Regions from separate parts of the Mus musculus genome. Here regions 2, 3, 4, 5, 6 and 7 are each linked to region 1. The links are chromatin contacts, called in public Hi-C, HiChIP or PLAC-seq, Micro-C and promoter capture Hi-C maps. All regions are on one chromosome and are shown on one strand. Each heading gives the region's core, a stretch centred on a gene start, on an enhancer-like site or on the middle of the called end of the contact. The rest is flanking DNA. Distances are from core to core; before and after follow the strand shown. Region 1 holds the start of Hacd1 (3-hydroxyacyl-CoA dehydratase 1). Region 2 overlaps Cubn (cubilin (intrinsic factor-cobalamin receptor)). Region 3 overlaps Cacnb2 (calcium channel, voltage-dependent, beta 2 subunit). Region 4 overlaps Cubn (cubilin (intrinsic factor-cobalamin receptor)). Region 5 overlaps Cacnb2 (calcium channel, voltage-dependent, beta 2 subunit). Region 6 overlaps Cacnb2 (calcium channel, voltage-dependent, beta 2 subunit). Region 7 holds the start of Cacnb2 (calcium channel, voltage-dependent, beta 2 subunit).

Region 1 (3,915 bases), core at 443-2,942:
CAAGAAGATGAGGTTGCACAACTCTGGAGTGAGTCTCAGAGGAAATCCATGCCTGACACTTTCTGGTTGTGATCTCCAGCCAGTGACTTGGGGGTCTCTCCATACCTCACTCTAAAATATTATTCTGTACCCCTCACAGGATTGCAGAAAACTAAAAATTAGAAGACAGCCAAAGGAACCAGCACAGTCCCTGGCACACAGTAACCCCCAATAAATACATATCTACGAACTAATTATATTTGATGTTCAGTAGTATAATATATACTAGATGATCGACAGGAACATTTGTTAAATAGAATCACATTTTTTTACACGTTCACATTTTTTCTATAAGCTTCAGAGACTTTTAAATACTAAAGGTTTCTTCACAATCCTCTAACTTAAAACGTGAGAAGATATTGAGAAAGTAACTCTTTCTAAAGGCAAGACAGCAAAGGACATTTTCATAATGGGTTTCGGTCACAGTAGACCCATAAGTCATTTGATAGCCCTTTGATCCTAACTTCCTACTCACACTAGGTCTGGGGGGAGGCCAGAGATGGGGAGTAGGGTGGGTAGTCGGTAATCTGGAAAGGACAAGGCCAGAAAGATGCTGATTATCTGCCCTGTTCCAGATGTTTCAAACAAAGTCCCAAGTGGGCATTTCTAAGTGCCATGCTTAAAACAAAAACAGTAGGTGAAGAAAAAACAGTAGGTGAAGACACTGCCCAGCAATCCACAGCACCAGGAACCACACGGCCAGGGTCCGGTGCCCACAGCCAGCGGACAGCTCCCGGCTCGGGTGAATAGACCGGGCCGTTTCTTCAACAGCAGGCGGAGGCGGCCGAGCCGCAGTCGCCTGCCCCGTGGGTCGGCCCCACATTCCTGCCCGGGTCTATACTTAACCTCCGGCCCGCGCCCCGTGCCGCCGCGCCACACCGTGCACCGTATTAGGCAATGCCCAGCGAGCGGCGGCTGGCCGCCCCGCCCCGCCCCGCTCCATTCAACCCCGCTACGCCCCTCCCCCACTGCGCCGCGCGCCCCCGCCGCGCCGCGACCACCTAGGGCCCAGCACGCGCGCTCTTGCTCTCTGCGCCCCGGCCACTCTCCCAGAGTGCTCCGATCGCAAGTGGCCGGGCACACGCGCTGTCCCGCTCCATGTGCGCCTACGGGGCCGCGACCCCCAGTTGGCCGACACGCGCGCTCTCGCTCCAAAAGCCCCCGCCACCGTCGCGCGCCTCCGCCTAGACCCCTGACAGTTCCCCCGTGCGCTTCCGTTCCATCCCCGTGCGCGCGCCCTCGACCCCCAGCAGCCCCGCGAGAGCGCGCTCCCCGCGTCCCCGAGCCCGGATCGCTGAGGGACCGCACTGGTGCTTGCGGAGCGTGGAAGGACCTTCGCGCGCACGTACCCGGCCGTCATGGCGATATTGTAGAAGGTGAGCCAGGCGGTGGCCAGTAAGCCTAGGCGTCTCCGCTTGCCGGCGGCTTCCTTCTCGTCGCTGGCCTCGGAGGCGCCGTTGGTGCCGTCCTCCTCACTGGACGCCATGGTGACCGCGCACGCGGACCCGGAGGAGCAGCGCACAGGAGCGGGAGGGGCCGGCTGAGCGCGCCACTGAAGTGCCGCTGCCCGCGGCCGCCGCCTCGGTCCAGCGCTCCATGTGCGACGCGCGGGGGGTCGGCGCCGCCTGCCCGGCCTCCCGCGAGGGGGAGGAGCGCGCCCCCGGCCGCGCGCCCCGCCCCGGCGCCGCCTCTCGGGAGCGCGCGCTCAGGGCCCTAGCCCCGGGGTGGGCCAGCCGGGGTCATGGCTTCCAGGCAGTGTCACGCGGCGCGCTCCCGCGGGAGAGCTGTCCGCACTGGCTGCGACCTCTTCCTAGAGAGACGCGAGCGACGTGCGCCCTGGCAGTGGGTGCCCCGCTGGAGAGCCTTGTCCAGATAGAGCGAGTGCACCCGAGGTGGCAGGGGTTTTGCCCCGAGAGCAGGGTCTCCCTACCAAATGCTCGCTCTCCCGAGTTTCTGGAGAAGCAACTCCGGCCTAGCCTTGCCCCATGCCTTTCATTACTGGGTCAGACGGATGTCATGGGTTCTAGAGATCTGTTCTAAAGGAAGCTGGGAGAAAGGACGTAGGCAAAGAGGGATAGGTGTTAGGATACTGACAGGAAATCCAGCCATGGTGTTAACAAGTTTCCTGTCCTGCTGGGAAGAAGTGCCCAATGGCTCTCCACATTTAATCTCCCCTTTTTCTCTCTTCTTCTCAAGAACCATTCTGGTAATAGCCCCCTTTCCTTTCCCTTTATAGAGTGTGGCTAAGCAAGCAGCCTAGAGTCAGTTTACTGAAATTCAACCCCCAAATTCCTGACTCCACCAGTCTGGGAATTTAGAAGTTTGTGTATGCCTACATTTCTGCAAAAGAAAATAAAATGGTAAACCTCATAGAGAGATAGGGTTAAGGAAATGATCCATCAAAATCAAGTACTGACTTGATACTGTTTGTCAACTGAAGTATGCATATTAGTACTTTTCAGGCATCTTGCTTATAATGAGAGAAAGACATTTTGCAAAGGGCAACACTGTCAGAGGGGAGAAATGACTATAGGTTTGTCCATGAACTCCCCTGGGTGTGCACATTGTTGTGGATGTGAAATGGGAGGATTACCCGTCCAGTTTCAGAAATGTCAGGGGAAGTGGGGTTAAGTAAAACCTTCCAAGTGGAAAGTGTACTAGGGATAAATTTACTAAAGCAGGTGCCGGCCCTGTACACTGAACATTAAATCACTGCCATATGACACAACAGGCCTCTAAATCTCAAAATGTTACAATGTCAGTTCTCTCCAGATGCCAGCAGGTTTTATTTGAAAAGCTAAAACCTACAGATCCATGAACATGTATAGGAAGAACTAGGAGCATGTGCATAGCCTATTTATTATAAACCTCACTATGAAACTACAATGGTCAACCTAGAATAGTAAGCAGAAGGGAATTGTGGACCAATGTGACTGCAGAGTTCAAATACACCATAACCTGAAGCAATTCAGTGTGGGAATTTTAATCTTTTCAATGAGTGGAGCAACTGGACAACCACAGAAAAAATGAATCTTACATCATGGCTATGTGCTAACTTCAAGGTGATCATAGAATTAAACACAGAAGCAAGCATATGAAACAAGAAGAAAACAGAATCTCTGATGTTAGGAAAAAAGGCAAAGACTTCTTAGGTACAACTATCATAAAGAAAGGAAGGAAGGAGGGAAGGAAAGAGGAAAGGAAAGAAGACTTAAAATTTTACATTAAAATGTAAAAATCTATTCCAAAAACAATTTTAAAAGTGAATATTCACCATACATTCAAGTAACAAGAGTATATGATGAGTCTTTATAATTCGATAGGACAGGGGCTAGGAAGAGAGCTCAGCAGTTTAAAGTGCCTGCTGCTCTTCCAGAGGACCCGAGTTTGGCTCCTAGGACCCGGGTCAGTGGTTTCACAGCCCTGAAACTCCAGTTCCTGAGTATCTAATCCACTTTCCTGGCCTCCTCGGGAACCCACACACGGCATACACACAGAAAGACACACCACACACAAGTAAAATAAAGTATGTTTAATTCAATAAAGGAGTCTGCTTTTGTTTGTCTGTTTTTAGCAAATAAGAGAATGTAGAGCACACGGGAAGGAAGAACTCATCAGTGCCACGCTCGTAGCTGCTGGCTTCACTAGGAGTAGGGAAATTTTGAATTAAAGTGGCTAACATTTCAAAGGGCTGGCAAGGGTGTGTAGCAACTGGCCTTCTTCACGGGGCTAAAGAGAACACTGCTTTGGAAAACAATTTATCAATTTATTTAAAAGATCAACACGTTTAGTTGTCATATGGCTGAGCAATTTCCTCCTTTGTATTTAACCAAGGTAAACAAAAACATATGCCCACACAATGAATTAGACACGGGT
Region 2 (3,915 bases), core at 825-3,324, 770 kb before region 1:
ATAGGTGGAACAACATTATGAGCTAACCAGTACCCCGGAGCTCTTGACTCTAGCTGCATATGTATCAGAAGATGGCCTAGTCGGCCATCACTGGAAAGAGAGGCCCATTGGACTTGCAAACTTTATATGCCCCAGTACAGGGGAATTCCAGGGCCAAAAAGGGGGAGTGGGTGGGCAGGGGAGTGGGGGTGGGTGGATATGGGGGACTTTTGGTATAGCATTGGAAATGTAAATGAGTTAAATACCTAATAAAAAATGGAAAAAAAAAAAAAAAGATAAAGTCAGACCAGGAGCTGCCTAACTGCTTCCTACCCTCTTAACACAAAGGCTACATCCATTACAACAGTGATCCAGACCTAATGGAATGGCTTTTCCTCCCACACAGACCTCAGGGGTCTGCTCTGCTTGATTGAGATTCTTGAACATCCCCAGCTCAGTCTAGCTTCCCAGCTATTGCATCTGCCTTCCTTTGCCCAGACCACCCTTGCTGGTATTCATGGAGTCTGTTGAGGTCTCTCTTCCTCTATCATCCACCAGCAATGCCTTCCCTAAAGTGAACACTGCCCACATCCCCTGACTCCTTTCCTCAGGACAAGTATTACTGTCAACATGTTACACATTTAACTTGCCAATTCTATTGCCTTTCCTTCTAAAATGAATACAACATTCCACAGAAGCACAGAATTTTATTCTGTTCCGCCATATCGCCCCAGACCTTAAGAGTGTGTAATGCATAAACCATGCTTACTCGCTTCTTGGTAAGTGCTTTGACCCTTCCCTATGACCCACATGCCTTGGTTTGTTTTATGTTGCTGTACCAGAGTACCATAGACCATGTCATTTATACACAAGTAAGTTAATTGTGATATTTCTGAGGATTGAGGAACATTCAGAATTCAAGGGGCAGACTTTGATGAGGGCCTTCTTGCCTTCTAACATATGAGCATCCTAAGAAGATCATCAGGAGCATGCCAGCTCGGCAATCTCTTCCTCTCCTGGGGTGATACTATTCACCCCATGATAGGAACCCCACTCTCATGACTTCATCTAACCCCAGTTATACCTCAAAGCCCCCCATACCTTTAGCATATGGATATAAGGTTTACATTTCTACCACAGGTACTTGAGTGATATGTACACACCACAGCATCACCCTTCCCTAAAATATTCTCCCTGAGTCTACTCTATCTCAATAAACAGCTCAAGTCTAAATTCCAGTCATACTCAACTCTCCCATTCCCATGATAAGCATCCCCACTTTGTTCCACTTTCGAAATATATTGTATCAATGCCATGTGACACAGTTTCTTCAGAACATGGCTCACAGATCAATTGCACAGAGCACTCACAGAGTTCTGCACCGTAGTGCCCAGGTGTTTGATGACCTAGAGTATGTGTCTATTCTTCCTACAAAACTATACCTTGTACCCAATGCAGAACTTGCAAGCCCTGGTCAATGCTGTTGCTTCTCTCCCTTCCCAGTGCTTGCTGCCTCTGACAGTCTCCTCCCTTGGAGACATAGTCTTTCTTGAAGGACTGATAATCCCTAGTCATAGACCTTTTACTCAAATGTCACCTCCCCTGAGAGTCTAATCCCACACAGTGGGGCCCTCCTCCAATACCATCTTGTTTTATTTTACTGTGATGAAACTCAATCAATGTAATGCTTATTTACTTTGATTGGGCGCCCCCTCTGCACAAGTGTGAGTTTCACAGGAAGAGAAACGGAGTTATGCTCAGAAGTGTCTCTAGCATCCAGAACTACTGATGGCTTTCACAGATTTTTACAAACACCCAAAGAAATAGTGAGGATTTGTATATCCCTCAAACACTTTACTAAAAAATAAATAAATAAATAAATAAATTAATATAGTATGTTTTCATTTTTATGTCTATGTTGTTAATTTTTATTGTACTTTAATAATGATTTTCTGTGTTTCTGTAGCCCTGAATATGAGTTCATAACAGAACCACATTAGATCAGAAATCTCAGAGTAGTGTGGCCACTGATGTTATAAAATGAACATGATAAATTTCAAAATTAAAAAATGAAACAAAACTGACCACTAGATGGTGCTGTCTCTTCTATATGAATTCACGAGGAGCACAGAAAAGTGAAGTTCTGTAGTCAAACACCCTCACTTTATAGAGAAGAGTTGCCAAGTTAAAGACAACATACTTTTTCTGCTAAGTGAGGTTTCATTACAACCACTGTGGTCTATACAAGCTTTCACTTGTATCATGTACCTGGCTTGTGTTGGGTAGTGTGTATATGGAGAGACATAAGAGCATTTATGTACCTTCAAGGTGCTCATAAAATAGTGAGAAGAAAGAGCTAAATATAAACGTATGTGCGCGCATGTGCGTGTGTGTGTGTGTGTGTGTGTCTGTGTGTGTGTTGCTGTTTACAGATATATCTACAAATATGCATGGAAAAATATAAAAAAGAAACCAAAGAAAAGAAAAGGTAATTCTGTCAAATAATATCAAGGAGATTCATACTATAAAAGAGAGAGAGAGTCGGGGAAGACCACCCAGTTCATGCCGAGGAGCCTGGGTCTTACTTTACAAGACCAACGTCAGTTAGAGACTGGTAGATGTGAGGGGCAGGACAAGGACAAGCTAGGGCTGGGTAGAAGGTGGCCCTGTGCTGGTACTATATTCATCCAACCACATTAAAGTAAGAGTTAGCGTAACTGATTGGAATATATAGTTACAAACTGCATGACTACTAGCCTCCTGTATGATCAAACCTGAAATTATTTCTCTGTTCTGTTCCTTGCCAACACCAAATCTCTTGCTGTGGGTAGACCCTGAACAACACTGGAGCAGGGACTGCATGTCTGTGGTGAGTTAGTGTCTGAACACTAACTCAGGCACACCTTGCCTTCTAGAAGCCTTGTTTCTTGGTGTCACTGTGACAAAATGCCTATAATAGTCAACTCAAGATATACTTTGTCTCTAGGACTCAGTCTTTGCACGACTAATCTCTATAGCAACACAGTTATAGAGCTTTGTTGTTCTAGGACTGTGTTAAGGTCATGACAGAAGGACACACAGGGGGTGGGGGTTATATACTTCACAGAAGCACTGATGCAGATAGAAAAGAGTGGTTGGGACTCAGGTATCTTTCAAACGGCAGTGTCCTCAGTAACCTACCTTCCTAACTGACTCCCATGCTACCAACCATGTCTTCTTAACGGCTGTGCTTTGGTGGGTCATGTAAGATTCAAAGTATCACAGTAATAATTATTTACTCTTTATGCATTTTTAAATGTTTGAGCTAATATCTATAATGAGGTAGACTGAAATTCACACTTATTTAATGAATAACTAAGTACATGAATGCTTAGTGGCAGTGCTATCTCCTAACCAATGCACCTAGGGTCTGCTGATGTTGTCCCTAAAGAGGCACACACCCTTCCCCAGTGCCTGATAATATGCAGAAGGGTTAAGCCCAGTGAGTTATTACAAGGGCTCCCAGAAAGCTCTAGGGAATGTTTTTATGCAAGTTTGATGTTCAGGAGTTTATAATTGGCCTTACAACAATAATTTGAAGCATTTAGTGTTTAGAAGTCACATTTCTGAATCCCATAGGATAGTAAGTACAGGGAATTTTCTCTTCAGATGGGACTGGAAACTTTAAAATATATCTGCCAAAACCAAGAGCACCAAGTTGAGGAAGAAACCTTGGGAAACTTCCACCAGTGTCATGTTTCCAGGTAGAGGAAGCAGGAGGACCACACTTTTGATGCCCTCAACCACCTTACTGTTGCTCAACACAAGGATGACTGAACTAACCAAGAGTTGGAGATTAGGTAGTACACAGCACTGTCCTTTCCCCTTATTTTTGGTCATGTCTTTCTTGTGGATATGCCTTGTTGATACTGTTCTCCATTTTATGGAGGCAACAAT
Region 3 (3,915 bases), core at 1,012-3,511, 750 kb after region 1:
CTGGAATTCAATTTCCAAGCCTCACATGGTGGCTCACTACTATCTGTAGCCTCAGTTCCAGGGAATCTCTGCAGAATTACTGGGCCTCTGCCAGCACCAGGCATGTATGCAGTCAACACACAATAATATAAATAAATCTTGTAAAAATAATACCTTTATCACATGTAGTATTTACCCCTAATTTTTATGCTTATTGTACTCTTATATCACTTACAGACTCATATTTTTAAATTTTAGAATTTTTACAAATACAGTTCAAGGACACCATAAAAATCACATTTGTTATTTGCTATGACATATTTGACAGTCTGCACAGGCTATCAATATATCAGTTACATAGAAAGCATACGCCACACTTGAGTGCCAGTGCAGTCGTTTAAGGTTCCTCTGAGAACATAGCATAGAGACTGGAAAGTTATAGTCTAGATTATAGTTCTGGGGTGGGGCGGGGTTTGATGTTAGTTGATTGTTTGCTTTTCAAAGTGCTGAGGATAAAATCCAGGCCTCAAGCACACTAAGAATGAAGTTCCCTGATCTAGACCCTCAAGATTCCCTCAAATCCACAACTGTGGGATACTTGTTTGTTAAACATAAACATTTCACAAAGAAAATCTACAAATAGCAAGATGGATAAAAGCTGAGAAAAGAAAATTAGGAAAAGTGGGGCTGGGAAATGGCTCAGGGGATAAGAGTGCTTACTCACAGGCATGTAGTCATGGGGTCACTCCTTGGGCCTCATATCAAAAGATAGGTGTGACCACATGTGCTTGTAACTCCAGTGGGTTAGGATTAGGGTTAAGGTGCAGAGATGAGGACCTTACTGGGGCTTGATAGACTAGCTCCAGGTTCAGTAAGAGAATCTACCTTAAGGAAATAAAGCAGGCACCCTACATCTTCCTCTGGCCTCCGTACACATGGGTGTATGCACCCACACATCTGTGTGCTTACATCACATATATACCATCCCCATGTTGGTCTCTCAAATACTTTAAACAAGTAAATAAGATAAGCAAAAGATTTGGAACAAAGAGAGAAGATCAGGAAAGGGAACAGGAGAGGATGTCTCAAGAGCAGTGAGGAAACGGCAGCACTTTACGTGGCTTCTCTCATCCACAGCACATGCCTCCTACTCCACTGGCAGTTGTATTAAAGAAGACAGTCAAATGTTATATATAATGTCTGAAATTACATAGGTCTATTTCACTTATACAAAGACATCACTAGTTCTATAGTTAACTCAAAGAAGATGTTTAATTAATTTTAGTGGCATGGAAAGAAACTTTTACAAAATAATTGTGGGTTCTGTGCACCAGGAATTCTGAGATAAGTCTTTCAGGGCCAAACTGGCAATAGAAACAGATTCATAAAGAAATAATGTGGTCAAAGAATCCTCACCCCCATCTCTTATTTTTCCTAGAATTGTTTACATGGGAGGTTTTTTTTTTTTTGTCTTTTTTTTTATTAGATTTTATATACATTTCAAATGCTATCCAGAAAGTTCCCTATACCCTCCCCCCACCCTGCTTCCCTACCCACCCACTCCCACTTCTTGGCCCTGGCATTCCCCTGTACTGGGGTATATAAAGTTTGCAAGTCCAATGGTCCTCTCTTCCCAGTGAAGGCCGACTAGGCCATCTTTTGCTACATATGCAGCTAGAGACACGAGCTCTGGGGGTACTGGTTAGTTCATATTGTTGTTTACATGGGAGCTTTTATATTTACAGTTAAAATTATCTTTCCATTCATTGCAATATTCACTTTAAGTATGTTTCATCCACTTCCGGGTGATGAAATACAAAGGGATAATTTCAATTCTTTCACTTGGTTGACTGTGATATGCATGAGTTTAACGTGCCATCTCCAAATGAAGTTTTGGGGGGTACAACATGAGCCCTTCAACAATGATGAAGAACATAGCAAGTGTTATATGGGTGCAAAAATTTACTATTTTGTAACAGCCAAGATTGTTCAGTGGAAACAAAATTCAAGTGTGTGTGTATCTATTTCAATTTTTTTCTTTTAACTTGGCATGTCAAATTGGTTCATATTTTTATCTCTTGAGAAAATAATGTGTTTGGCTGTTATTTACCAAAACCACATGTGCGCCTTTGCATGTGCACACACGCTAGTGTTCTGTTTTGCAGTTCTGATTCACAGCCTGGCTCACGCATACCATAATTACCCACATTCATACGCATCTCACGGTCTTTGTAATCAAAGACAACACTACTGATGCAGAAACCCCCAAGTGGGGTGTGAGCAAAGGAAGCTTTCCACAATCCTGGCTGTTTGGATCATCAGTCTGGACTTTGAAATCTGAACTGGCCACTTAAAATATGTGGCCTCCAAAATTCTGCATTTTTCTCTGTCTCCTGGCAACATCATTCGTTTGTCCTCTGGCTACCACAGCCCTGTCCACAAAGGTCTGCTGCTGTTGTTGAGTTTAAAACAACAAATGGCCAAGTTGTCTGGATATGGACAATGAGAATGACATGAAGTCCCTCCCTTTTCTCTGTTTATATAGGCAGTAACAGGACTGACTACCCTTGTGCCTTCTCTTCTCAGATAAGAAAGCATGTGTCTTTAATTATAAGAACAGCCCTCCAGGAGTTCTAACAGTACAGGCTCCACCTTTCACATAATTTAACATCTCTTCCTCCTTCTCCTCCCCCTCTCCCTCCAGTATTTAACATGGATGAGTTAGAGTTGGGGCCAGGAGAATAAGGTGAGGAGCTGGAAGAAACTTGAAAAGTAGCTAAGGCAAAATATTATGGGTCTGAGAGCACCTCTGTGCTTTAGCTAAACTCTGACAGTGGTCCCAGTAGACTTCATCTCTACTCACAGAGCATCTCCATGCACAGTTGCTTCAGACTCTTTTCTTAATCCTCCCCATCCTCTCTCTAGCTGTTTCCCACTCTGAAACAACCTGCAGAAGATCTAGAAATGATCTGAATTTCAAGAGCTGTTGTCTTTGGTTTTGACTGAGAGCATCTCTCACTCACAGCGTTGATATAAAGGGCACCTTTCTTTCTGCCATGGTGTTCTGATCTTAGCAGTGTGGGCATACAGCCGTGGATCCCTCTTAATTGTATTGTGTGTGTACTGTGGATGTCAGCAGCATCCTTAGCCTCTCCCAGCTAAATGCCAGTAAACTACCCACCCTTCCCTGTTGTAGCAATCAACAATGGTTCTAGACATTGCTCAATGTCTCCTGGGGAGCAAATTCACCCCCAGTGGAGAATCACTCTGTTATACAAAGGAAACTGACATTTATTTGGAAACTCTGATATGGCAGATGTGTGCTAGATGTTTTGTGTAATCTGGCAATCATCCTTTGGAGTCTGACCCCATTTCTGTAGATTAGGAGCCCAGGGGAAGGCAGTGGTAAGTCTTTTGTTGCTGCTGTGGTTACTTGATATTTTTGTTGTCTTATTTTCTAATAGTCAACAATGAAAATAAATTATAGCCAGAAAATTGGATTAATGCCTAGAGGGAAAAAAAGATCTTAGTTTTAATATATTGATTCTCTAATGTAGCTATATGTTTTCTGTATCGCCCTATAGTATAGATATGTAAATTGAAATTTTGCCAGAAGTATAAAAGACCAATAATTATTATTTGGTAGGGATTTATTTTTCTGACTTGAAGGGATTTTGTTGTTGTTGCTGATTTTGTTGGTTGTTGTTTTAGATGTTGTTTGTTTGTTTGGGGTTTTCTGTTGTTGTCTCTAACACTGGAAAAGGATCAAATTTATCTTGAATTCCCTATTCCTGCTGGCTTTAGGCATGGCAAACCATCTCTTGCCTTGTCCCCATCTCTTGCTTGTGTGTAGACCCCTTATATAGCCTCCCCTCCCCTTTCCTGTGTTTATATCTCTGTGCTCATGCACCATATTTAGTGCTTTTGTTTATGATC
Region 4 (3,915 bases), core at 1,038-3,537, 640 kb before region 1:
TGAGGATGGTCAGAAAAGGGCAACGATTTTCTTTTCTTCTCCCAAAGACAGGGGTCTTAGGTAGCCAGTCTGATTGTAAATGGATCCTCCTGCCTCAACCTCTAAAGTGCTGTGATGTGTGTGTGTGTGTGTGTGTGTGTGTGTGTGTGTGTGTACCACCACTCTCTGTCTGAAAAGAATTTTGATCGCCTAAAAAATAAAGAATTCATATATTTTTATAATTTAAAAAAAATCGCCGGGAAGTGGTGGCACACACCTTTAATCCCAGCACTTAGGAGGCAGAGACAGGAGGATTTCTGAGTTCAAGGCCAGCATGGTCTACAGAGTGAGTTCCAGAACACAGCCAGGGCTACACAGAGAAACCCTGTCTGGAAAAACAAAACAAAACAAAAAAATCACATTTTACCCAGACAATTTTGGAGTCAACATCTTGTCTAAGATGCATCTTGGACTGCTTAATGACGTAAGAGAGATCAGCTTCATTGCTATACTTTTCAAAATTCTGAATGTGGATTATCCTAGTAGAAAGCTATATTCTCCCAGCTGGTATGGAGACAAAACTAAATGTCTGGCCTATAGAATGCACTTAAACTCACTTGTGAGTGGCAGGTGCTCTACTGTAAGCAGGGCTATTAGCAGACAGCTAACGTTGTGGAAGCCCACTTCCTCTAAAGGACTGTTCCAGGAAACATGACTCATCTGCTCAGGAAATGAGCAAGGAGGCGCGCCCTGATCAAAGAGTCAAACCCACTGTGGCTCACACACACAAAACCTCTTCTGCTTCTCTGCTTTGTTCTAACCAGGAAGGGAGCTTTTAATTACCAGGCTTCAGACAGAGAAGCTCTGTGGCTTTTGGAAGAAGGCTGAGAGGCAGAAGGAAGGAGCTGTGCTGTTCACACATGGGGACACTCTGTGTACAACTCTGTTATCATAAAGGGGAAAATGTTTGTAGACTATGGCTTTTGGGGTGGACACATAAGTATTTATGTGTGAAGGGTGTATTTTTGAGCACGTGGGTCTAAGCACATGTGAATGCTGCTGTGTGCAGGCCAAAGATCAACACTGGATGTCTTCAATTGCTCTCTACTCTGTTTAAGACAAAGTTTCTTCCCAATTTGACTAAGTTGGCTGGCCAGATCCAGGGATCCTCCTGTTTCCACATGCCTATCCCAGTGCTGGGGTTACAGAGATGTGAGGTGTACTATCACACCCAGCTTTTTACACAGGAGTCTGAACGCAGGTGCTCTTGCTTGTGTGACAAATACTTAGTAACTGAAACAACTCCCCAGGTCCCAAATACAGCTTTTGACAGTGCAAAAGGCTAGGGGCTGAACCATAGTCTGGGAGATTCTTTTTTTTTTAATATTTTTTATTACATATTTTCCTCAATTACATTTCCAATGCTATCCCAAAAGTCCCCCATACCCTCCCCCCCCCCACTTCCCTACCCACCCATTCCCATATTTTTGGCCCTGGCGTTCCCCTGTACTGGAGCATATACAGTTTGCGTGTCCAATGGGCCTCTCTTTAGTCTGGGAGATTCTATTCATGCTAGAATAATAATGCACTGTTTATGGGCATGTGTCCTATGCTGGGCATTACTGGGGGTTAAAATGCCTAGCAACTCTGCAATGAAGTCTCTACAAACTGAGGTGAGTGCAAGTGTAGTTAATGCAGAATTGTGAAATGCATCAATGATGCAAAGAAAACTGATTGTTTTCTTCACCCCAATTTTCTTTCTAAAAGCCAAAAAATGTTAAATTGTAGCAAATATACTCATTCTTTGTTAAAGGATTATAGAGAAGCACGGAGCAGTTTTTAAGGCCGTTACTAACAGTTTCCAAACCTTCAATGTGTCAATGGAACCTCTCCATTCTGTTTCCTCAAAGAGCTTCAGTTAAATCAGTAGACTAGAATATGGGTGTTGTCATTTCTCATTTATACTTTGTGCAAGGTGCCAAGATGCATCGAGGAAGCTGGCTGCAGTCATCAGCAAAAAGAAAAGGAAGAATTCTAAACGAGGGGCCACTAATTCCCTCCGCCTGCAGGATGGATGCACTATGAATCCCTATGGCTGGCTCAGGAGCTCTGCTTCGATTAGTACCGCGAACAGCAGTTAGCATTGTTTGCTGTGTGCTAGGCCCTGTTCTCATTCTTTGTGTGTATTAGCTCATTTACTTTGATTGTTCCATTTTACTGAGGGAAATGACACCCAGAGACTGAACAACCCATCCATGGTTATTCAAGCTTAGATTTAAACCCAGGCTTACTGGCTCTAGAATCTTCTTTCTAAACCGTCATGCTCTACTGAGCAGCATAGAAAGGACTGAGCAGGTCTGCAATAGAGCCCGATGCTTAAGGGTCACTTCTAGCCAGGGAATATTTGAGGAACATGAAGCTTTATTCTTACCACCCCACAGCTGTCAGCAGGCTCAACTGATTTGATTAAACCCTCCTTGAACAGATTTGATTCTAATAATGGGCTCCTCAACTGCACAAGTAAGAAATTTCATTTCCAATGATATTTTTCAAGGAGAACTAAAGAAGACTACTATTAGACTGACAACAGAATTTCTGGATCTTGAGAGATTGTTCGGGAACCCTGCATGGAAGCAGTTGTATGGACATGTGACCAGCAGTTATGTGCAAATACAAACATGTTTTTTCATTTCCCTTTTTGGAGAGGTTAGGAAAAAACAAACTTTAACTGGATAGAAACTTCTGTCTTTAAACAGATTCCAAGAGAGAAAGAGAAGACAAAATCCTAAGCAGAGCTGCATCTGTGGACTAAGGGGACGTGGAAGTCAAAGGCCACCCACAGAGAGCTCTGGGGCTGCTGAGGATTCTAGCTCTCTGCTGGGGGAGGAGACAGATGCCACTGGGCTGAGCTGCTGGTTAGCTGGAGGAACACAGATGGCATGTTCAAGAGAGGGATACTGCACTAAGGGTGAAAAACATCTTCCTCAAATGTCCAAGAATGAATGCTAAGTTCTCTCTGCAAGGATGGAAGAAGAGTCAAGAAAGCAATTCTAGAATGTTCTTAAAAGTCCTCAGTTTGAACATTATTTCTCCACAGCAATATGGGGCTTTGCCCCATCTCCTCCGCTTTCCACCTCAAGCCCAATAATGGATCTCCATATTATTTGAGTAGCCACAATCATTTTTAAAATATACAGATCTGAAAACAGCATGGTGGTACTTGCCTGCAGTCATTACACTCACCAGGCTAACACAAAAGAATTAGGAGTTCACGGCCAACCCTGGCTCAACAACTGCCCCCCCCTCAAAAAAAAAAAAAAAAAAACTCAACCAAAACAAACCAAAATAAAACAAAACAAAAAGCACACACATGTTCAATAAGGGAAATATTACACTATGAAAATATCTATTTGATCATGCTATTTCTTTTATCTGGCCCTTGAGAGACTTACAGTTCTGAAAAGGAACACTGAAATTCATGACTTTCTTATTGATACCCTAGAGGCCCCTTGTAATCCATCTTCAGGTGTGCAGAGTCAGCTTTCTCTTGTCAATCCTCAACCTCTCTGATGTCTGGGGATCCTTCTTCCTTGGGTTTGTGTTCTCTGGTCATCAGAAAAGCTTGATTGCTTCCCTGTCTGATGCCTTCAGAGCACCCATCAATAGCCCTCTCAAACAGATAACGCAGCCTACGATAGACTCTTTATTGTGTGATACGTTAGCATCTGTTTCATCTAGTATGACATGAAAAACTAATGATATACAGTTAATTTCTACAGTTTAGGAGTCTAAAACATCTTCTACTGTCTGGATGGTGAATTGTAGGCTAGTGATAGCTTTAAAAAGCAAATAACTAGCCCCTTAAGCTGTGTTTATCTCAGCATTTCTCTCATTCAGTACAACTCAAAGCTCTTGTTTCTGTGGCATATAGCAATG
Region 5 (3,915 bases), core at 717-3,216, 610 kb after region 1:
GCTTGCTTGCTTTTCATCAGCTTGGTGGTTTCATAAGCTCATACCTACATTAGCATCACTTTTGAACTTACTACACAGACTATGATGGAAGCCATGAAGTAAACATGTTGTGTCTGCTGACTTTGAAGTATTTGTACTTTCCTTGGTTAAAAAGAACTGAGTGTATTAGCTGTCTTTTATTTATATACAGTGTGCCCAGATGTTATATTTTGAACTTATTGTTCTTTAATTAGGGCAACGATGTTGTTCATGGTGTGTGCATGTTTGTGTGTGTGTATATGCCTGTGTGTAAGTGGGATCCAGGAGCTCACACATGTTAAGCACTAAGTTATAGCAATAGTTCAAACAGATTTTTAAAGGGCAACATAATCTCGATCTCTTTCTAAGCTGACTATTACTTTGGTAAATGTAACAAGGTTCACAATATATAATCTGAAGAAAAATGTTTATATGACTTTCGTTTGGGGATAAGTCTCTAGCTCAGAAAAAGTCCTTGCTCAGGATACAGCACTGGGCAGGGGATGAGAAGCAGACCTTTTTTTAAAGTTTCAAATACTAAACTACTTAGAGCCATTGCATGTTTCACCTCTACCACCAAGCCTGACAACCTGAGTTTAGTCCCTGGGATCCATACAGTGGAAGGAGAACAACCAGTTTTGAAGTTGTCCTCTGACCTCCACACATATACACAGACATGTAAATAAGTAAATATAATACGTTTTAAATACTAAACTAGTTTGATATGCAAATGGGAGGCTACTGTTTTGTTATGGACAGAGGGTTAGAAGCTCTTCAGTCTGTCTGGAATGAGAAATGAACAGGAAAACAAGCCATTTTTCTTATGCTGTCAGAGTCAAAACTCATTTCTTAGGAGAGTTTTGCTAAAATTGGAGAAAGATTCCCCTCTGTGAAGAGAGGCCATCATAGCCCTCAGCTTAAAAGCAGATTGGCTCTCCTACTGTATGCTACATTCCTGTGGTTCCAACTGGGATCTGGACAGGGATGGGACCTAGTGGGCAAGCATCAGGCTTTTAGATTGTAGTGAAATATACCCCAGTTTGGGACTGCATTCAGTTTTAAGCCATTCTGTGTTTAATGGAAAGAGAGAGAAAGGGGGAGGTAAGAAAGGAGAAAGGGAGAGAGGGGAGAGGGAGGGTAGGGAGGCACACTTATAAAGTTTGCATCATGGGAGTCAACCTCATGTATACTGACTAATACTGTTACTTGTACACCACCAGTATGATCACCTTAAACAAATATGAAGATGTTTTCCACATAGAACGTAGGAATTTGCAGGGGTTCTTGTTGGATGTAAATGTCTACAGGCAATAACAAGAGTCATATGTAGTTATAAATCTGGACTTGAGTGTTACAGAAATGCTCAGGTTGTGTGTTGGCTCTGCTGTTGCATGTAAACTTGGTTGTTCCACTTCTTACGTGCAGTTTCCTTGTTTGAGAATTCAGTATAGTCAACAACTTTCCTTCCCAGATTTGTTGTTAGCATCAAGTATAGTAAGACCAATATGCTGTTATTAAGTCTCCAAAATTTAAAAGTAACCATTCCTTTCTCTCCTGACTCAATATCTCATCTTCATCTAGATGAGAACAATTATGTGCTCTTAAAATAGCTGAAATGTAATAAAATAATTATAATACAAACATATGCATACACATACACACAAATGTTTACATACATACACAAACACTCATACGTATACTTATAACCAGTACTAAGGGACCAAACCTAGGGTTTTCAGAAATGTTAGCAGGTGTTCTACCAGTGAAGTATACATTTTTAAGCATAGTATGTAAAGTAGAACACTAGAGTTGATAAGCGGTATAATTTTCAGACTCAGAGCATGTGGGTGAGATCATTGATCTGCCATCTCTTCCACACACCTCTGGACAAATTGTTCAGTCTTTGCCACTTGCTGCACCCTTGTGTACAAATGGGCATTACTGAGGTAAAGACTCGTGTTTACAGAGTTGTGAACATTAAATGAAGAGGCATCTGTAGCACTGGAATCAGGATGTATGAGTTATGACTCGCGTGTTAGTTACGTTTCTTATCACTGGGATTAAAATACATCGGATCTTCCTTCCCTTCCTGCTACCTTTCTTTCCTCCTTTCTTCCCGCCCTCCCCCTTCCTTCCTTTCCTTCTTTCTTTACCAGGAATTCTTTCATATCCTCCTGAATCTCTCTAGATCCTGCTTTGTCAACTTTCCTGAGTTCTTGCATATGTTTAACATGTTATTTTAGCAGACTGTTTATCTTCCAACAATGCAAGCCCAAATGGATGAATAGATGGGTCGCTTGGTCACATCTGGAGTTCCTTTGCCTTTATTGCCCAACAGGAAGCTCTGCTTCAGGCATAACCTTGAGTGCAATGGCTGAGTTGTTAGAGCATGCATGCTTTAAATTATTAGATTGTGTCAAATTGTTTTCCAAATACGTGTCGCATCTTTACACTCCAGACAGCAGAACATGAGCTCTTGGTCCTCTGTTGTCAAACAGATTTGGAGAGGTCAGTATGTGTTCCTGTTCATGTGGGTCTGTGCACATGTGCAGTGTACACATGTGTGAATCTGCACATGGAGTCAGACATCAGCATAGGGTACCTTCCTGGACTGTTGTCTACTTTGTTTGAAGCAGGTTTTCTCACTAAGCTGTCTGCTCAATGTGCTTGAGGGATCCATGTGTCTCCACCCCTGGCTCCCACCACTGTGCCTTCAGAGCACACTACCAAGGAGGCTTTATTTTCTGGGTGCTGGGGCAGATCCATTCAAGTGCTAATGATTATGCAGCAAGCACTTAATGATTAAGCCATTTACCAAGGCTTCTCCCAAGCCCAGAATTTCATTGTTTTGTTTGATTAACTCGCTTCTGTTTTTTGTTGTTTTAGGTTTTTTTGTTTTTTCATTGTTTTTGTTTGTTTTGAGACAGGGTTTCTCTGTGTATCTCTGGCTATTCTGGCACGTATTCCATAGAACGAGCTGGCTGGCCTAGAACTCACACAAATTCTTCTGCCCCTGCCTCTGAGTCCTGGGATTAAAACCATATACCACCAACACCCAGCCACCTTCTGTTTTTATAACTTGTTTTTATACTTTTTTGTGGGTTTTGTTCACAGGAACCCTTGTCTGTGCTTCAAACCTTGTGCTACTCTGTTTCTGAGTATGAGTTTAAATTGTAATGTTATCAACTTTAACTTTTTTCCTCTACTGTCTTTTTCATTTCTCAGCTTGCAAGAAAATGTTCCCTAATAATAGAAAGGCATAAAAACATTCTTCTAAATTTACTTGTAAAGCTTTCTGAATTATTTGCTTTTTTTTTTTTTTGAGCTATGAAAGAGGAATCTAATTTTGTTTTCTATTTAGATAATAAATTACTCTGAAATTACTGAGCACATGATCTTTTCTACCTTCCCAAATCTACCAGGGCAGCTCTACCATACATCAAATGCCTATTTGAATTTTATTGTTTAAGTTCACTAATCAAAGTTAAAAATAAAATTGAAGCAAAGAAAAAAAAATACCTGCAATCTACTCCCCACAGTGCCAAATTCAAAACCACTGGATTGAAAATCAGAGGACCAGGCTGGTGAGATGGCTCAGCGGGTATAAGAGCACTGACTGCTCTTCCAAAGGTCCTGAGTTCAAATCCCAGCAACCACATGGTGGCTCAAAACCATCCATAACGAGATCTGATGCCCTCTTCTGGAATAAATAAATCTTTAAGAAAAAAAAAGAAAGAAAGAAAATCAGAGGACCTGGGTCCTGAGCATATCAGAAGGTGGCCTTGGCTCGACTCAGTGGTACCTGTGGATGTGGGTGAAAGGTGTTCAAGTTTTCTATTGTAGATTTGTGATAAAGCATGTAAGAAAATGAGGGGGTAGAGGATCCACCTCTTGGGA
Region 6 (3,915 bases), core at 810-3,309, 580 kb after region 1:
TAAGTTTTGTAACATATGACACCATATGGGTGCTGGGTCTGCAGTTGTTACACTCTGTCTTTAGGAAGTCATAATGTGAAGAGTTTTATATGTGTACACAAGTGACACATTTTTAAAAATTTTACCAGATTTTCTGTCTGGAGTTCAGAAGACTAATTATATATTGCTCCTAAATAAGCTGCTCCAGAATGACTTTGCCCCAGAAAACATCAAACAAGGCTGTGTTTTGAGCGCGCTCTCTGTTAGCCTGACGCAGTTTAAGGGGTCGAGTGTTTGGTAACAGCCACCACATGCCTTCGCATTTCCCCTCAAACTGACTTCACGTTGACCTTCGTTGTTTATATGTCTGTGGCTTGAAGAGCTGTGAGTTTCTGGGTCAAAAATGCTGTATTTTATTTTGGAGTTTAGATTTAAAAAAAAGGGGGGGGGTCTATTGAGAAACTCCTGTGTCTTCAAAACAAGCTTTATGTAGAAATTGATTTATTGCCAACGTGGATACAGATTTCTCTCCCCACCCCCTTCTCTCTTGGTGTGTGTGTATGCACTCACGTGAGTAAAGGCCAGAGTATGACCTCAAATGCCATTCCTCAGATGCTGTCTATCTTGTTTTTTGAAGACATAGTCTCTCACTGGCTCAGAAGTCATGGTATAGGCTAGGCTGGCTTTTCTTTCTAGGCTACACCTGCTCTTCTTTCTGGCTGGTTTTCATTTTTATGATTTTTCATGTGGGTTCTGGAAGTCTAACTCAGAACCTCATGCTTGTACAACAAACATCCCACTTCCAGAACTGTCTCCCAGCCCTAATATGTATGTTTTCTTCCACTTGAAAGCAAGAGTGGGGCACCTTTAGTCAGTGGGCCTTCTTTTGTGATACAGTATGTAGAGTGTGGCCTCAGCCAGTTAACAGATAGTTGTTAGATCCAAAGAATCCGCTTTGAAAAGCGACTGTATTATTTTCCCCAATATAAAATCCTTGTGAATGTTTTAACCATGGCAGGTTCACACAGGACAAGTGTATTAATTTGGCTGCTTTGTTTCATTGCAAAGACCTCTGAATGTGTTCACCCTTAGGTTTCTTTTTTCCTTCTGTATTGGATACACAGTCAAGAAAATTTTCAAAGCAATTGTTTTTGGTTTTTCTTTGGGGGGGGGGTGGTTTATTCACAACAGTTGTTTTAAATGTTCATCACAAATGATAGGTACCCAGACCAGCCCCAAATAATTTTATTGTACTAACCTTAGCTGCAATACCATAGAATTTTAACAAAAATAAGGAGTGTTCAAATAATTGCATTTTGTGGTAGTTTAATAACTGGTTCCTTCTCCTTATTATAGGTTTCTCATGTATTTTAAAAATACGTTTAACTTAAAGATGGTCAGAAATGGTATACACATTGGTTTCTAAACTGAAGAAGTCTTGTATATAATCAGTCGTTCATTAAAGCACTACCAGGTCATTCAACTTAAAATCTCTACAATTATTCTCTGGGGTTTTATAATTGTTGAGTTTTGTTTGTTTCTGAGACAGGGTCTCTCTGTGTAGCACTGGCTAACCTAGAACTCCATATGTAGACCACATTAGCCTTGAATTTGCAGAGATCTACCTGACTCGGACTCCCAAATGCTGGGATAAAAGGCTGGCATTACTACATCAAGCTATCGGTTTTATGTTTAGATCTATAATTTTCTTTATGATTATAAAATGAATATATATATATATATATATGTATGTATGTATGTATGTATGTATGTATATGTACAGTTCAGAAAAAGAATGGCCTTTTTACTTAGATTGATACAGAGAAAATCAGGGCCTCCTTCAGGGCTTTTAGTATCATTAGTAAATGGACATAAGAACAGGCTAAGATTGAAGCTCAACAACAATTTTATTAGCAGTTAAGAGAAAAACCTCAGGGCAGACATGCTGTAAAACTCTAGCAGCTGCCTGAGGAAGTGGCTGGAGAAGAGAAGGAAAGACCCATGCTAGGTTAAGCTGGCATAAGGCTGGTGAACAAGCAACCACAGGGCAGGGAGGGGGGCCTCAGAGAAAGAGGAAGGAAGCCCAGAGTGTTAGGGGGAGCCCCAATTGTTGAGAAAACACACTAGAAAAGATACAGAGAGAAGAGGAAGTTAGGCTTTTCTTGGGAACTCAGAAACCAGACAGAAGTAGAACCAATACTCATAGTAGCAGTTGTTAAGCGTCTGGTGTAGGGACAGGAATTCAATAAGGAAAAGTACATTCTCTCACTAAATCAACAATTATACACCTGTCTCTTTAGCATAGTTTAAGATGAGCCCATTTCCCATGTGTGGGCCCTTAACCAAGATGGTTGAGCATCCTAGCTGGTTAGTTCTAGTTAGGTTTCCATGAGGCCAGAGATTCTTTTCTCTTACCAGGAGTTTTTATTATTGTTGTTGTTGGTGGTTTTCTTTTCTAATGTAGTTTATCTTAAAATGAAGTATAGAGAATTGGGATAAGAGACAGTATTGTATGAGCCCTGTGATAATATAAAGTTCTCTAACTTTGTTACTCTTCAGTATAGAGTATACCAGGTGATAATTGCAAGCTTTCGAATAGATGTTTATTTTGATAAGGCAGAATGTCAATGAACTTTTTGTGGGGAAGTCTAAGCTCTTCCATCAACATGTTGGCTCCATGCTCACACATTTATGGAAGCCATTCCTCTCACTTTGAACATATTCTCTCAAAGATTCTCTATGCTGATATTCTTAAAAGAGGACTCTAGGTCACATCTGTTGCCAGAGACCACAAACATGACTGCCTGAGGGAGGCTTGGGTGATAAGGACATTTATGGCATCACTGGACTGAAAAGCCTAGGTGACGCCAGCAGAGTGGCTCATATGTCATTAAGCACCTCCTGGAATTCCATAGCTGCCTTCTGTTTTCTTCCATGTTGGTTTTAGTCCTTACTTTAGGTGGTAGCCAGCTGGTTTCCAGGAGCTTTATGAGTAGGCTATCTAGGGCATCTTTGTGGTCCAACTCAAAGGCTTAATTTGAAAATTATTTTTCCACAGTTTTGGTTTCATCTAGTCTTAGGCCAGGCCTCAACTGTGAGCTCACTGAGGGATCAGTTGTATACAAGTCACATGAACTAAATTTAAGGAGAGGAGCCTTTTCTCAGAGGACTGTTTCCAGAGAAAGAATGAACGGACACAGGATAGGAGCAGAACTGATATCTGTTCTATTTTGAGAATGAATGAACATGTTGATGTGTTCTCAGTTTCCTTGGGATGGCTTATGAAAATACCGAGTCTTAGATATAGCTTAGGGAATGCCATTGGAACCCTTCTAGGCTTATACAACGTATTCTGTGCTCTTCTCTTTCTAAGAACAAATGGACTGCTAATGTGCCTACATGAACCTGTGAAAATATATCTTCGCAGATAAATTGTGAATTGGTATGATTTTCTTCTGTTACAAATATATGAGAGAGAAATAATAAAGAGGATCAAAATTGACTTTGATTCACTGTTTTAAAGGTTTAAGGATATGGTAGGTAGGTAGGCTCCATTGCTAAAGTCCTAGGGGAATTAGAATATCTTGGCAGTGGAAGTGTGGTCTGCTTCACCCCACCACATCCAGGAAGGAATTAGGATACAATGAATCACCAGGGCTAAGAACACATCTCCTTTGAGCGAGCCATTTGGTGACTCAATAAGGTTCCATTTCAATGCTTGAATCACCTCCTAAAACCTTGCCACTGGCTAGGGACTAAGGCTTCAGCACATGACCCTAGAAGGGGACATTTCATAGTATATTACATGTATATACATACATGCGTATATACATCCATGTTTATAACTGTGTAGGCCACCTTGACATTCTTTGAATCATCATGTCTTTAGTCTTTGTGATAACACCAATATAATTGTGAAATATTTTAGACAAGTAT
Region 7 (3,915 bases), core at 910-3,409, 550 kb after region 1:
TTTTTCCAGTTTTCACACACATATATATGGCATGGTCAGGAATAACTATAAAAGCATTGCTAATTGTCATAAATGAACTTAACAAACCCCTAAGCTCCCATGGCTGACATGGTCATAAAAATAGAATCTCATACCCTAAACTCACAAACTCTCTGCTCCTTGCTTTTTTACTTTTTTTTTTTCTCTACAGAAAATTGATACTTTTTTCTTTTTTAAAAAATTAGATATTTTCATTATTTACATTACAAATGTTATCCCCTTTCCTAGTTTCCCCTCCCAAAATCCCCTATCCCCTCCCCCCTTCCCCTGTTCACCAGCCCACCCATTTCTGCTTCCTGGCCTTGGCATGCTCCTATACTGGGGCATAGAACCTTCACAGGACCAAGGGCCTCTCCTCCTATTGATGACTGACTAGGCCATCCTCAATTACATATGCAGCTAGAGCCATGAGTCCCACCATGTGTTTTCGTTGGTTGGTGGTTTAGTCCCAAGGAGCTCTGGGGGTACTGGTTAGTTCATATTGTTGTTACTCCTATAGGGCTTCAAACCCCTTCAGCTCCTTGGGTTCTTTCTTTAGCTCCTTCTTTGGGAACCCTGTGCTCTGTCCCATGGTTGGTTGTGAGCATCCACTTCTGTATTTGTCAGGCACTGGCAGAGCTGCTCAGGAGACAGCTTTATCAAGCTCCTGTCAGAGGTCACCCCCTCCCCCAGGTAAAAAAAGGAAGCTAATACTTAGGTCTTAGTTAACATTAGTAACATGTAATCCAAATGGCAATAAGACTGAAGATTTGGAAAACCAACGGCACTTTGTATATGCTTAAATCTTTAAACATACCGAGATCTGTTTTTTTTTTTTTCCTTCCTTTAAAAACAAAAACAAAAAAATTCTGGCTCAATCCAGTGTATGGTAGACATCTGCTTAATGAAAACAGCTCAGTTTAAGAAGAACACGGTACTGTATTTCATCATCATAGTCAAACACAGTATACAAAGTTTACCTTAGTAAAAGGTCTCTGTGTGTATTTCAGCTTGCACAACTGTTATACTTTGTTTCTGCTCGGTGAGTGCTACCTAGAAAATTTGTATGTAGATTTTTTTTTCAGTGCAAGAAAGGTTGTCAAAGCAAAGCAGCGTCTTATGAGCAATACTAGAACGGAAAATAATTCCTTCTCCTCCTCCTCCTCCTCCTCCTCCTCCTCCTCCTCCTCCTCCTCCTCTCCCTCCTCTTCCTCCTCCCCACTCCTTCTTCTCCTTCTCATCGTCCCCCTCCTCCCCGTGCCCCTCTTCCCCTCCCCTCCTTTTAGTTTCTTTGTTTTTAATTGAAAGCTCACACAATGTACTCTGATCATGGTTCCCCTCCTCCATCTCCTCCCTACCTCTCCACCCATCCAACTACAAGCGAACCATTATTCCGGTTTTACCCTCTTACCAAGAATTTCGGGGTCCTTAAAAACCTGCTTATTTTTGTCTCAACGGTTACACTAAGACTTCTCAACTGCGGGGAGGGGGTGCGCTGGGGGCGGGAACGATATAGTCTGCTAGCAAAGACAAGCTCCTAGCAAAGACAACAAAAACAAAACAGGCCATCACAAACCAAAAAGCTAGGGCACAGGTGTAGTAGAACCAATTGTCAGGTCAGGACCATGTGGGAGGAAGTCTTAGTTCATCACTGGCACTTGTTTTCTGACTCCTCGAGTGCTTTCACTCATGCTTTTGCAGAAGTTCGGGGTCTGTCTGTAGCCTTTTTCGAATCATGGAGAGTTTCAGTTTAGGGTCTAACCCTGTGGATCTTTTTCCTCCTCTGGACTCCAGGAAGAGGAGGTGAACTGAGCAGCTGGGCCAGTTACCTCCCTAGGGAGCTGCGACTGGCTGGCTTTCGTGGCTTCGAAAACTTTCCAGCGCGAGTGCCACGGCGACGGGCCGCAGCTGAGTCGGAGCCCACGCGGCCCGCGCCTCCCGCGAAGAACTTTTCGGAGTGGCGGTGGTTTGTCACTCTCGCTTTCCGACGCGCCTCCCCCCTGGCTCGTGCTCCCGGAGCGCCCTCCTCCTGGCGGGGACCTTCCCTGGAGCCAGCCCGCCCAGCAGTCCCAGCCTCCGCCGCTCGCGGGCCCAGAAGCTCCAAAGAACTGGCGCCCCTCGCCCCGGCCACCCAGCCTCGTGCCTGCGCCACCGCCTAGTCTAGGCTTTGCAACATGCTTCAGCGGCGTCGCGCGCACTGAGAGCCTCCGATCCTGGGGCGAAGAGGAGCGGGGGACCCGGGTCGTGGAGGAGGGGACCCGCAGCCTTGGAGTCGACTTTTTGCCGATGGTCCAAAGCGACACGTCCAAGTCGCCTCCCGTAGCGGCGGTGGCGCAGGAGAGCCAGATGGAGCTGCTGGAGAGCGCGGCTCCCGCGGGGGCGCTCGGAGCACAGGTAGCCACTGCGCCGCGCCTTCTGCTGGCTTTGTGAGCCTCAGAGCCCCGACCTCAGTCCCTCCCGCTGCCTCCTCTCCCTCATCGCGAACCGCGCCTCCCCCTCCTGCTCCGGTCTCCTTCGCCACCTCCTCCCGCCCATCCCGGTGCTGCTGGGGGACCCTGCCCCTGCGCGCCTTCCACGGGCTCTGCTCCGGCTTCCATTTTTTTGTTTGTTTGTTTGGTTGGGTTTTTTTGTTTTGTTTTCTTTTGATTTTGCCCCCTTTGCTTTCTGAAAAGCCAGTGGGAAGGGGCGAGGACGACCTGCCGCTCCTCCCCGGCTTTTCCCGGGCCACGCCGCTTGGCTGTCCGCGCCCCTGCCCTGGAGAAGCACATGGAGAGCCATGGACCAGGCGAGTGGACTGGACCGGCTCAAGATCGTGAGTCCGGGCGGGCGGGAAAGGGATCCGCATCCTGCATCGCTGTTTCCGCCGCTGCCTCTGGTGGTCTCTATTGGGAGCTAGGCAGGGAGGTGAGGTGTTATGCAGGGGTCAAGGTGGGCGTGGATCCCCTTGCCTTCTCCCCGGAGAGCAGCCCCAACCCCCCTCAGCACCTGGGGCGCTGTGCCACCCAGACAGTTCAGCTAGCTGTCCTCTTTCCAGGGTTTGCCTGGACCCTTGTTTCTTTGCTGGAAGAAGAGAGCAGAGTGTTGTGGGTGAGAAAGTTTTTGTTTCTGTTTACCCCGAAATGGCATGCCATTCTAGCGGCTCCTGGGTTCCTTTCTCTGATGAGTATTAGCGGTTTCTGGAAAAATTCTGTCCTGCTGCTCATTGTGAAATAGGAGATGTCGGTTGTAGGCGTGGAGTGTGATAAGGTGGCTTTTACGTAAAGCCTTGGCAGGTACAGTTGGGATTCCAGACACCCCCAGATCTGGGCGGAAAGGAGTTCCTCAACTTTTATTCTTGGGGTAAAGCCTTCAAACCTGACACTTGAACTACTTGGAGAGTGCTGGGAAGAGGTTAGGGTGAATCCAGGAAGAATATTTCTCCTCTGCTTAATGGCTTTGGCTTGCTCATGTCAAGTCCATATTTGCCAGATGGTAAATTGTGATATTTGTATGAATAATAATACATAACATAAAATACACTGGGACGAGGTCTTACTGTGCAGTAGAGGGGTGGGAGTGAGGCGGTCCGAAAAAGGTCACAAATATGTTGCTGCCGCTCTGGTAGACAGCAACAGACAGCAGCATTTCTGTACTGTGCCGATGGTAACCCCATGTAGTATAATTCAAGCTCTGCTGAGCCCCCCACCCATTGTGTGTGTGTGTGTGTGTGTGTGTGTGTGTGTGCACGTTTGCATGCTGCTACTGATTTACATGTGTGCTAATGTGTGTGCAAGCTGAAAGCTTGTGGGTACCAGTTCAGAGGGTAAGTTGCAGAAGGCCAAGGGATTCTCTTTAGATATGTGGATTTCAGGAACTGAATTCAGATCTTCAGGCTTCCTAGCTAGTGATGTTACCTGC

The links. Promoter capture Hi-C pulls out the DNA fragments that hold promoters and counts their contacts. A called contact is a pair of places that touch in the nucleus more often than the background predicts. HiChIP or PLAC-seq counts read pairs in DNA pulled down with a chosen protein or histone mark.
Region 2: a promoter capture Hi-C map of neural stem cells shows a contact between it and region 1. The contact joins the enhancer-like site here to the promoter of Hacd1 in region 1. A contact is called at or near these places in 16 of 39 promoter capture datasets (3T3-L1-derived adipocytes, the C10 cell line, the HPC-7 cell line and 12 more), 33 of 484 Hi-C or Micro-C datasets (the 3T3-L1 cell line, 3T3-L1-derived adipocytes, the AML12 cell line and 23 more), 16 of 115 datasets of contacts at active chromatin or transcription factors (the NIH/3T3 cell line, SST interneurons, differentiating embryonic stem cells and 12 more) and 2 of 9 other capture datasets (embryonic stem cells and liver).
Region 3: a contact with region 1 is called in a Hi-C map of adipose-derived mesenchymal stem cells, with 2.0 times the contacts expected there. The contact joins the enhancer-like site here to the promoter of Hacd1 in region 1. A contact is called at or near these places in 3 of 39 promoter capture datasets (the 3T3-L1 cell line and hippocampal neurons) and 1 of 484 Hi-C or Micro-C datasets (adipose-derived mesenchymal stem cells).
Region 4: a promoter capture Hi-C map of pre-B cells shows a contact between it and region 1, with 2.4 times the contacts expected there. The contact joins the enhancer-like site here to the promoter of Hacd1 in region 1. A contact is called at or near these places in 1 of 39 promoter capture datasets (pre-B cells), 2 of 484 Hi-C or Micro-C datasets (both in cortical neurons) and 3 of 115 datasets of contacts at active chromatin or transcription factors (embryonic forebrain, embryonic midbrain and pancreatic cancer cells).
Region 5: a contact with region 1 is called in a FOXA1 HiChIP or PLAC-seq map of pancreatic cancer cells. The contact joins the enhancer-like site here to the promoter of Hacd1 in region 1. A contact is called at or near these places in 4 of 39 promoter capture datasets (the 3T3-L1 cell line, cranial neural crest, liver and 1 more), 1 of 15 datasets of contacts at CTCF or cohesin (large pre-B cells), 12 of 484 Hi-C or Micro-C datasets (B cells, CD4 T cells, CD8 T cells and 8 more), 11 of 115 datasets of contacts at active chromatin or transcription factors (embryonic basal ganglia, embryonic forebrain, embryonic hindbrain and 7 more) and 2 of 9 other capture datasets (adipose tissue and embryonic stem cells).
Region 6: a contact with region 1 is called in a promoter capture Hi-C map of pre-B cells, with 4 times the contacts expected there. The contact joins the enhancer-like site here to the promoter of Hacd1 in region 1. A contact is called at or near these places in 11 of 39 promoter capture datasets (the 3T3-L1 cell line, the C10 cell line, the HPC-7 cell line and 6 more), 1 of 484 Hi-C or Micro-C datasets (pre-B cells), 6 of 115 datasets of contacts at active chromatin or transcription factors (large pre-B cells, microglia, neural tube and 2 more) and 3 of 9 other capture datasets (adipose tissue, embryonic stem cells and liver).
Region 7: a contact with region 1 is called in a Micro-C map of embryonic stem cells, with 4 times the contacts expected there. The contact joins the promoter of Cacnb2 here to the promoter of Hacd1 in region 1. A contact is called at or near these places in 8 of 39 promoter capture datasets (the 3T3-L1 cell line, 3T3-L1-derived adipocytes, the C10 cell line and 5 more), 8 of 484 Hi-C or Micro-C datasets (the HL-1 cell line, bone marrow-derived macrophages, cardiomyocytes and 4 more), 12 of 115 datasets of contacts at active chromatin or transcription factors (astrocytes, cardiomyocytes, craniofacial prominence and 8 more) and 4 of 9 other capture datasets (adipose tissue, embryonic stem cells, liver and 1 more).

What each region holds. Positions count from the first base shown.
Region 1 is chr2:14,054,343-14,058,257 of GRCm38.p6, forward strand. Hacd1 (3-hydroxyacyl-CoA dehydratase 1) reads right to left here and starts at 1,693. Exons shown (of 7, transcript NM_013935.3): 1 at 1,389-1,693. The coding sequence starts at 1,525.
Region 2 is chr2:13,288,722-13,292,636 of GRCm38.p6, forward strand. The region is part of intron 60 of Cubn (cubilin (intrinsic factor-cobalamin receptor)); the gene reads right to left. The region is part of intron 2 of Gm13270 (a long non-coding RNA gene); the gene reads left to right. Among named protein-coding and RNA genes, the nearest start is that of Gm13270, 19 kb to the left of the region's middle. Within about 2 kb of position 2,075, at least 11 of the 459 cell types and tissues checked have an H3K27ac peak or open chromatin away from gene starts, as enhancers often do. A contact at or near this core is called in the C3H10T1/2 cell line, neural stem cells and pancreatic cancer cells, where this site is marked.
Region 3 is chr2:14,805,575-14,809,489 of GRCm38.p6, forward strand. The region is part of intron 2 of Cacnb2 (calcium channel, voltage-dependent, beta 2 subunit); the gene reads left to right. Among named protein-coding and RNA genes, the nearest start is that of Gm13269, 41 kb to the left of the region's middle. Within about 2 kb of position 2,262, at least 35 of the 459 cell types and tissues checked have an H3K27ac peak or open chromatin away from gene starts, as enhancers often do. A contact at or near this core is called in adipose-derived mesenchymal stem cells, where this site is marked.
Region 4 is chr2:13,412,989-13,416,903 of GRCm38.p6, forward strand. All of the region lies in intron 27 of Cubn (cubilin (intrinsic factor-cobalamin receptor)), which reads right to left. Among named protein-coding and RNA genes, the nearest start is that of Cubn, 77 kb to the right of the region's middle. Within about 2 kb of position 2,288, at least 61 of the 459 cell types and tissues checked have an H3K27ac peak or open chromatin away from gene starts, as enhancers often do. A contact at or near this core is called in pancreatic cancer cells and pre-B cells, where this site is marked.
Region 5 is chr2:14,662,680-14,666,594 of GRCm38.p6, forward strand. All of the region lies in intron 2 of Cacnb2 (calcium channel, voltage-dependent, beta 2 subunit), which reads left to right. Among named protein-coding and RNA genes, the nearest start is that of Gm32741, 60 kb to the left of the region's middle. Within about 2 kb of position 1,967, at least 2 of the 459 cell types and tissues checked have an H3K27ac peak or open chromatin away from gene starts, as enhancers often do. A contact at or near this core is called in pancreatic cancer cells, where this site is marked.
Region 6 is chr2:14,629,737-14,633,651 of GRCm38.p6, forward strand. The region is part of intron 2 of Cacnb2 (calcium channel, voltage-dependent, beta 2 subunit); the gene reads left to right. Among named protein-coding and RNA genes, the nearest start is that of Gm32741, 27 kb to the left of the region's middle. Within about 2 kb of position 2,060, at least 88 of the 459 cell types and tissues checked have an H3K27ac peak or open chromatin away from gene starts, as enhancers often do. A contact at or near this core is called in the HPC-7 cell line, microglia, pancreatic cancer cells and 1 more, where this site is marked.
Region 7 is chr2:14,602,147-14,606,061 of GRCm38.p6, forward strand. Cacnb2 (calcium channel, voltage-dependent, beta 2 subunit) reads left to right here and starts at 2,160. Exons shown (of 14, transcript NM_023116.4): 1 at 2,160-2,412. The coding sequence starts at 2,305. It overlaps Gm32741 (a long non-coding RNA gene), which reads right to left and starts at 2,439. Exons shown (of 4, transcript XR_374017.4): 1 at 1,430-2,439; 2 at 999-1,071.